Regions from separate parts of the Ovis aries genome. Here region 1 is linked to region 2. A link is a contact called in public Hi-C data. All regions are on one chromosome and are shown on one strand. The core of a region is the stretch at or near the end of the contact, and the rest is flanking DNA. Distances in the headings are between cores, read along the strand shown.

Region 1 (2,700 bases), core at 77-2,576, 440 kb before region 2:
CTCTCTCGACAGCCTCCTGAGGTCACATCTGTTGGAAAAAATCCTTTTTGCGCGTGAAAGGGAGCGAGACATACATCACGGCTCCTGCCGAGGACGAACCTGCGGCCCCGCGACGCCCTGCTGACAGATCGGCGCTGATAACCCCGCGACGTTCATTTCCAGCCCCTCTGCCGGCCAAGGACCGTATCAGTTTGTACACAGTTGTGATAACCATTTGGAGCGAGCGAAGAAGGGGTGTGTATGTGAAGGCGGGGGCGTGGGGAAGAGGTATTTCTCGCTGGGACCCGGGAAGGTGACCCCCTCCTCTTGCCCACGACTTATCTGAGACTTACCTGAAGTTCTCCAGGGAAAGTTCAGAGCAAACGGGACACCCAAACTGGGAGAGCACCTCCGGGAGCGACTGGCGTGGAAACCCCTTTCCACTCTGCGCACTTCAGGGACTAACCTTTCCGTGCACCGTGACCCCGAATTAAAAGTTTCAGGTTAGCTGGGGAGTGCAGATGGGAACCTCCCGAAACTTCCCAGGAATTTAGCACATTTAGTAGGACAGAGATAGGGAGTTGGACATTCGAGTTTTTTCTTTCTTAGATCCCAGGAGACGAGACCCCCGACGGCCACCAAGACCTCGAGAAGAGATCGGGAGAGTTTAAAGTCGGTCACACACAACTGTGGAGCAAAAAAGCTCATTTACTGGGTCGAGAGGAGAGGGGAAGGCCGGCGGAGGAAAGCATGGTCTCCCCCTTATTAGGAGGGAGCGTTGACTCCAGAGCTGGCGCGTCGCTCCGGCTGCGGTGGCTGCGCGGGGTTGGGCATAGTCAACTCCTCCCGCGCCGTCGTCCTCCCCTCCCCCCAACCCGCCCCCTTGAGCGCGCGTGTAACGGAGGGCGGAGGAATGGGTGTGGGTCGCCAGCCAGATCAGGCGTTCTGCCACCTCCGCCCCTCCCCCGGCGTCCCCGGGATCGGCGCCCCCTGGATGGACTGGCCTCCTGCTCCCAGCACGGCGCTCGCGGCTCAGCCCACACCCGCAGGCTGCGCGGGGCTCATTGTCTGCCGGGGCGGCGCGCTCCCCTCCCCCCGCCGCTCGGCGTCCCCTCCCCACCCTCTTTTCTCTCCTCCCCTCGCTCCCTCCTCCTCCTCCTCTTCACCTCCAGCGCCCAGCTGCTCGCAGAACGCAGTTCCGACCCACAGCCTGGCACCCTTCGGCGAGCGCTGTTTGTTTAGGGCTCGGTGAGTCCAATCAGGAGCGCAGGCTGCAGTTTTCCGGCAGAGCAGTAAGAGGCGCCTCCTCTCTCCTTTTTATTCACCAGCAGCACCGCGCAGACCCCGGACTCGCGCTCGCCTGCCGGCGCCCTCGGCCTCTCCGCGCTCGGGAGCACCCTCCGCCACGGCTGTTCTCCATGCGCAGCGCCCACCCGAGGTTCGGCTGCTTCCTTTCTTGCCCCAGCTCCCCTCTTTCCTCCTCTGCACCTCCCCTCCCTAGTCGCAGGCCCCTTGGCCTCGGCTCTCCGGCCCTCTGCGGGCCGAGATCGGCTCCGGGGGTGTCTACCTTCTCCATTCCCGGCAGGCTCCCAGGTTCCCGGGACACCGCGGACCAACTTATGGTGTCTTTTCCTCTGCCCGAAGCGCTTATCTGCGCTCAGCCTTATCTCAGAGTTATCTTGGCGCAAAGGGGCGGGAGCCGGCAGTCAGGCAGGCAGAGAATTCTTTCTTGCTATCTACCCCGGGTCTGTGTGTGGGTATTAATTTTAGTATGGTTATCTCCGATGAGCCGAAGCGACTTGAGGAAGCGGCCCCGAGAAGGCCAGTCCGGCTGCGTTCACCTCCCTCCTCCACCCCCTCCCAGTCTCTCTGTCATTCTTCCTGCTCTCCCCTTTGGGGTGGCCTCGGCTCCGGGGCGGTCTCACGGCCCCCCACCCTACCCCACCCCCTTGCATTTTCCCCTCCTTTTCTCTGCACTCCGCTCCACCCCGCGACGTCCGATTCTAGAACGGTCTGGCTTTTCCGTGGCTGGGGATGACCGCGGGGTGGGCCGGGGTGGCCTGGCTGGCGTGGGCCAGCCGGCGTGAGCGCACGCGCTGGCGGCTGCATAGGCGAGCGGTACCTAAGGTGCGTGGCGCCGGGGACGCGGGGGTGGGCAGGAGATTCCGGCCCCGCGGACATCCCGCACAGCTGTGTGTCCCGAAGGTCTGAGACTCCGGTCTCCACCCTGGCGCCCCACCTTCCCAAGGCTCGGTTGTATTTCACTCCGGGGCTCGCGTTCGGTCTCGTCAGCGCAGTCCAGGAAGCTCTGGGAAAGCCCGAGTGGGAGAACGCGGCGGTTTCGTTTTCGGGGGACAGGTTGCCTTCCCTACGCTAATGATTTTCACGCGGGCAGCCCTCACCCCGAGGCATTTTGGGCGAGCGACCGCGGTACGGAGGCAGGATAAGGCAGCACAGACTCGCATGGCTCCTTAAAAAGTTCCTTTGTGTGCCATTGGCCGGCAGGGAGCCACTTTGGGGCGGAAGGAAAACCTCGGCCAGTCTCCCAGTCACCCCTGGGATCTGGCGCGCGCGGATGAAGGATGCTGCGTCGGGGGTGGGAAGGGAGCTAGAGGGGATCCACGCCTTGCGGGTGAGGAGGAGCGGGTATCCTGGCCCTGGGAGGACCCTAGGGCGGCTGCGCAGGCTCCAAGCTCCTTCCCCGCCCCTGGAACCCGGAGC
Region 2 (2,785 bases), core at 254-2,753:
CCTTCAGGGCCTTTTATTGTTCCCATTAACAGGAAAATCAAGGCAGAGACCAAGTGGAGAGAACTGTGCAGAAACATTAACAAAGAAGTACAATTTTGAGGTGGCTCATGGCCATGGTTAACGACACAGATGATACCAGAAGGGGAGCCCCTTCCAGGGCCCCAAAACAACCTCTTGTCTAACACTCGGAAATTAATTGTCCAAGGAGACGCATGCTGACAAAGCAAGAGACTTGACTGGGAAGGGGCTTCCTTTGAGGCTCAGCTCGTAAAGAATCTCCTGCAATGCAGCAGACCTGGGTTTGATCCCTGGGTTTGGAAGATCCCCTGGAAAAGGGAAGGGCTACTCACAGTATTCTGGCCTGGAGAATTCCACGGACTGCAGAGTCCATGGGATCTCAAAGAGTCGGACACAAATGAGAGACTTTAACTTGCTCTGGTAGAAAGGAGGAGGGTAAGGGACCCCAGGAGGACTGCTTTGCCATGTGGCTCGCAGTCTCAGGTTTTATGGTGATGGGATTAGTTTCCAAGTTTTCTCTGGCCAATCATTTGACTCAGGGTCCTTCCTGGTGGCACACACATTGCTCAGCTGAGATGGATGCCAGCAAGAAGGATTCTGGGAGGTGGTAGGACTCGCGGCATCTCCTTTTGACCTTTCCTGAACTCTTCCAGCTGGTGGTGGCTTGTTAGTTCTGTGTTCCTTACTAGGACCTCCTGTCGTAAAATAACTCACGCAAATGGTTACTATGATGCCTGGCCAGGGTGAGCGGTTTCAGTCAGTGTGTTTCTCCCAACACAGAGACAGTTACTGAAGGAGAGAAAAGGAGGAGGATTATCGTATCTAATAATCTGACTTTCATCTTCAGTTGCTTTAGGTATTTAGTATGTGTGAAGGAGGATGATGCTAGAAAACATATTAAGCTGGCCTATAGGGACAGATCTAAGAATTGGGGGGATTTTTTTTAACCATTCCCATTCTGTTCATTTGCTATAAGCAGCAAATCTGGCTCCTAGCCCAACCTCTATGATGGAAGATTAACATGATAACCGGTTGCACTGCTTCCTCTCCCCAAAGACTCGTCCTTAACTTCCTTTGGCTAAATCACAAAGTATGTTTTCCATTTTTAGTTAAAATAGAAGGGGGTGGGAGGTGGCAGAGAAAGAAAAAGATGTAGTTTCTTTTAACCATCCCCCCCGCCCAACTAAAAGAAAAAAGAAGCACTCGACTTAAGAAAACAAACTTAAGCAATAGCCATTTTTCAGTTTGTCTATAAAAGTAGAATAATTTACTTTTTATTCCAGAAAAAAAGTTTTTGTTTCTTTAAAAAGGAACTTGAAATAGTTTCAAAGTGTTGGGAAATCAGTGCATGAATCAAAGACATATCCAAGGAATCCTGTAAATTTCAGCAAAATCTTGTTTGCCACAGATTTGGAGCGTGTTTCCTCTGTCCTTTTGAACTTGTTTCTGTTCTGCTGCTCTTGCAAAATATCCTTATACATACTTTCAAACTTCTAACAGGGCAGGTCTCTTCATAGCTCACTTGCAAATCATTTGGTAATTAGGTGGGGACTTGCATGTGAGTGGTGAAGGGAGCTGAATAATCTTCATAGCATCCTCATTCCTTTTTCCCCCCGCAAATCCTGTAAAGAGCCTTGCAGACCCAGAGACAGTGGCCTAATCGTAAGGAGATCCAAATCTAACATAAGCTCCTGGAACCGCTTGCGCCAAAATACAGAGTATAGGTGGGCACAGATCTCACTGGCCTTCAGATCTCATTGGTCTTTATGATTCAAGTAGCACGAGTGACTGTGAGTGCGAAGGAAATAGATAAGCAGGAAACTGAGGAAGGGAATGGGGCTATAGGAAATAGATCCTGTTTTGACTTTGATTTCTGTTTTAATATGAAAGCCTTGGAGTTTGTAATTATACAGGCCCAGGCTGATGGCTAATATTCTGGCCACCCAAGAAGACATCTTAAAAAATAACAAAACATATCGTTACCAAAAGGCCTCATAAGATTTGGTAGTGTGTGCACACACTTGTAAGGCTAGACTGCTCGGTCCCTAATATCAGGAATAACCTTAACTCATCTGGAGACCTGTCAACACTGCTTAAGAAGGTCCTCAAGGCCTCATCCTGAATTCAAGATCCTTTTCTGTCTTTGAAATCCAAAAGGGGAGCTAATGTCACTTATCTAGAAAATATATGGCTAACAGTTAAACCTGGGCATGATGTCAACTCAAGTATCCAGTTTGAAGGACAGAAAAAGTCATTTGGAGAGGAAGAGACACCTGGAAGCTCTTCTGTTCAGCCTCTACTCAATCCATTAGGTGTCTGTTGAGTTGAACAATACACGGTTCCAAGCGTATGGACTTCTCCACACCACAACCTAATGTTGACAAAGGACCTTACAGACAAAACGTAGGTAACCACCTCTTGCTGAAGTGAAATACGGGGAGCTCCACACGGCCCTCAAAGTTCTGAGCTCCTAGTACCATAGTCCAAGCATCATAAAGACTTCTGGCCTCCTGCTAGTGCTGTGTCCATTAAGCCATCATTAGCAGGCCTTTATAGGAATGAGAATTCTTCCTTTAGTGAATTTAGGTTTGCCAGAACTGTCTACACATAGGATTTAGTAGGTCACAAATCACCACTGAGTCCAGGCAAGGGCAAAACCCAATCAACTGACATCACTGAGGGCACTAACGTGAGACTCCCTCCCCAGGGTTGTGGACCAGGTGTTTTCCTGAGCATTAAATTTATGAAAGTTCCACACACAGACACC

What was found. A called contact is a pair of places that touch in the nucleus more often than the background predicts.
Region 1: a contact with region 2 is called in a Hi-C map of tail adipose tissue, with 4 times the contacts expected there. The contact joins the promoter of GATA6 here to the enhancer-like site in region 2. A contact is called at or near these places in 3 of 16 Hi-C or Micro-C datasets (hypothalamus, muscle and tail adipose tissue).

The regions. Positions count from the first base shown.
Region 1 is chr23:34,643,052-34,645,751 of ARS-UI_Ramb_v3.0, reverse strand. It overlaps GATA6 (GATA binding protein 6), which reads left to right and starts at 1,326. Exons shown (of 7, transcript XM_042239509.1): 1 at 1,326-2,106. It overlaps LOC121817754 (a long non-coding RNA gene), which reads right to left and starts at 1,603. Exons shown (of 6, transcript XR_009598203.1): 1 at 1,146-1,603. It overlaps LOC132658498 (a long non-coding RNA gene), which reads left to right. Exons shown (of 3, transcript XR_009598202.1): 2 at 13-234; 3 at 339-453.
Region 2 is chr23:34,199,534-34,202,318 of ARS-UI_Ramb_v3.0, reverse strand. All of the region lies in intron 1 of LOC132658518 (a long non-coding RNA gene), which reads right to left. Among named protein-coding and RNA genes, the nearest start is that of RBBP8, 180 kb to the right of the region's middle. Within about 2 kb of position 1,503, at least 5 of the 54 cell types and tissues checked have an H3K27ac peak or open chromatin away from gene starts, as enhancers often do. A contact at or near this core is called in tail adipose tissue, where this site is marked.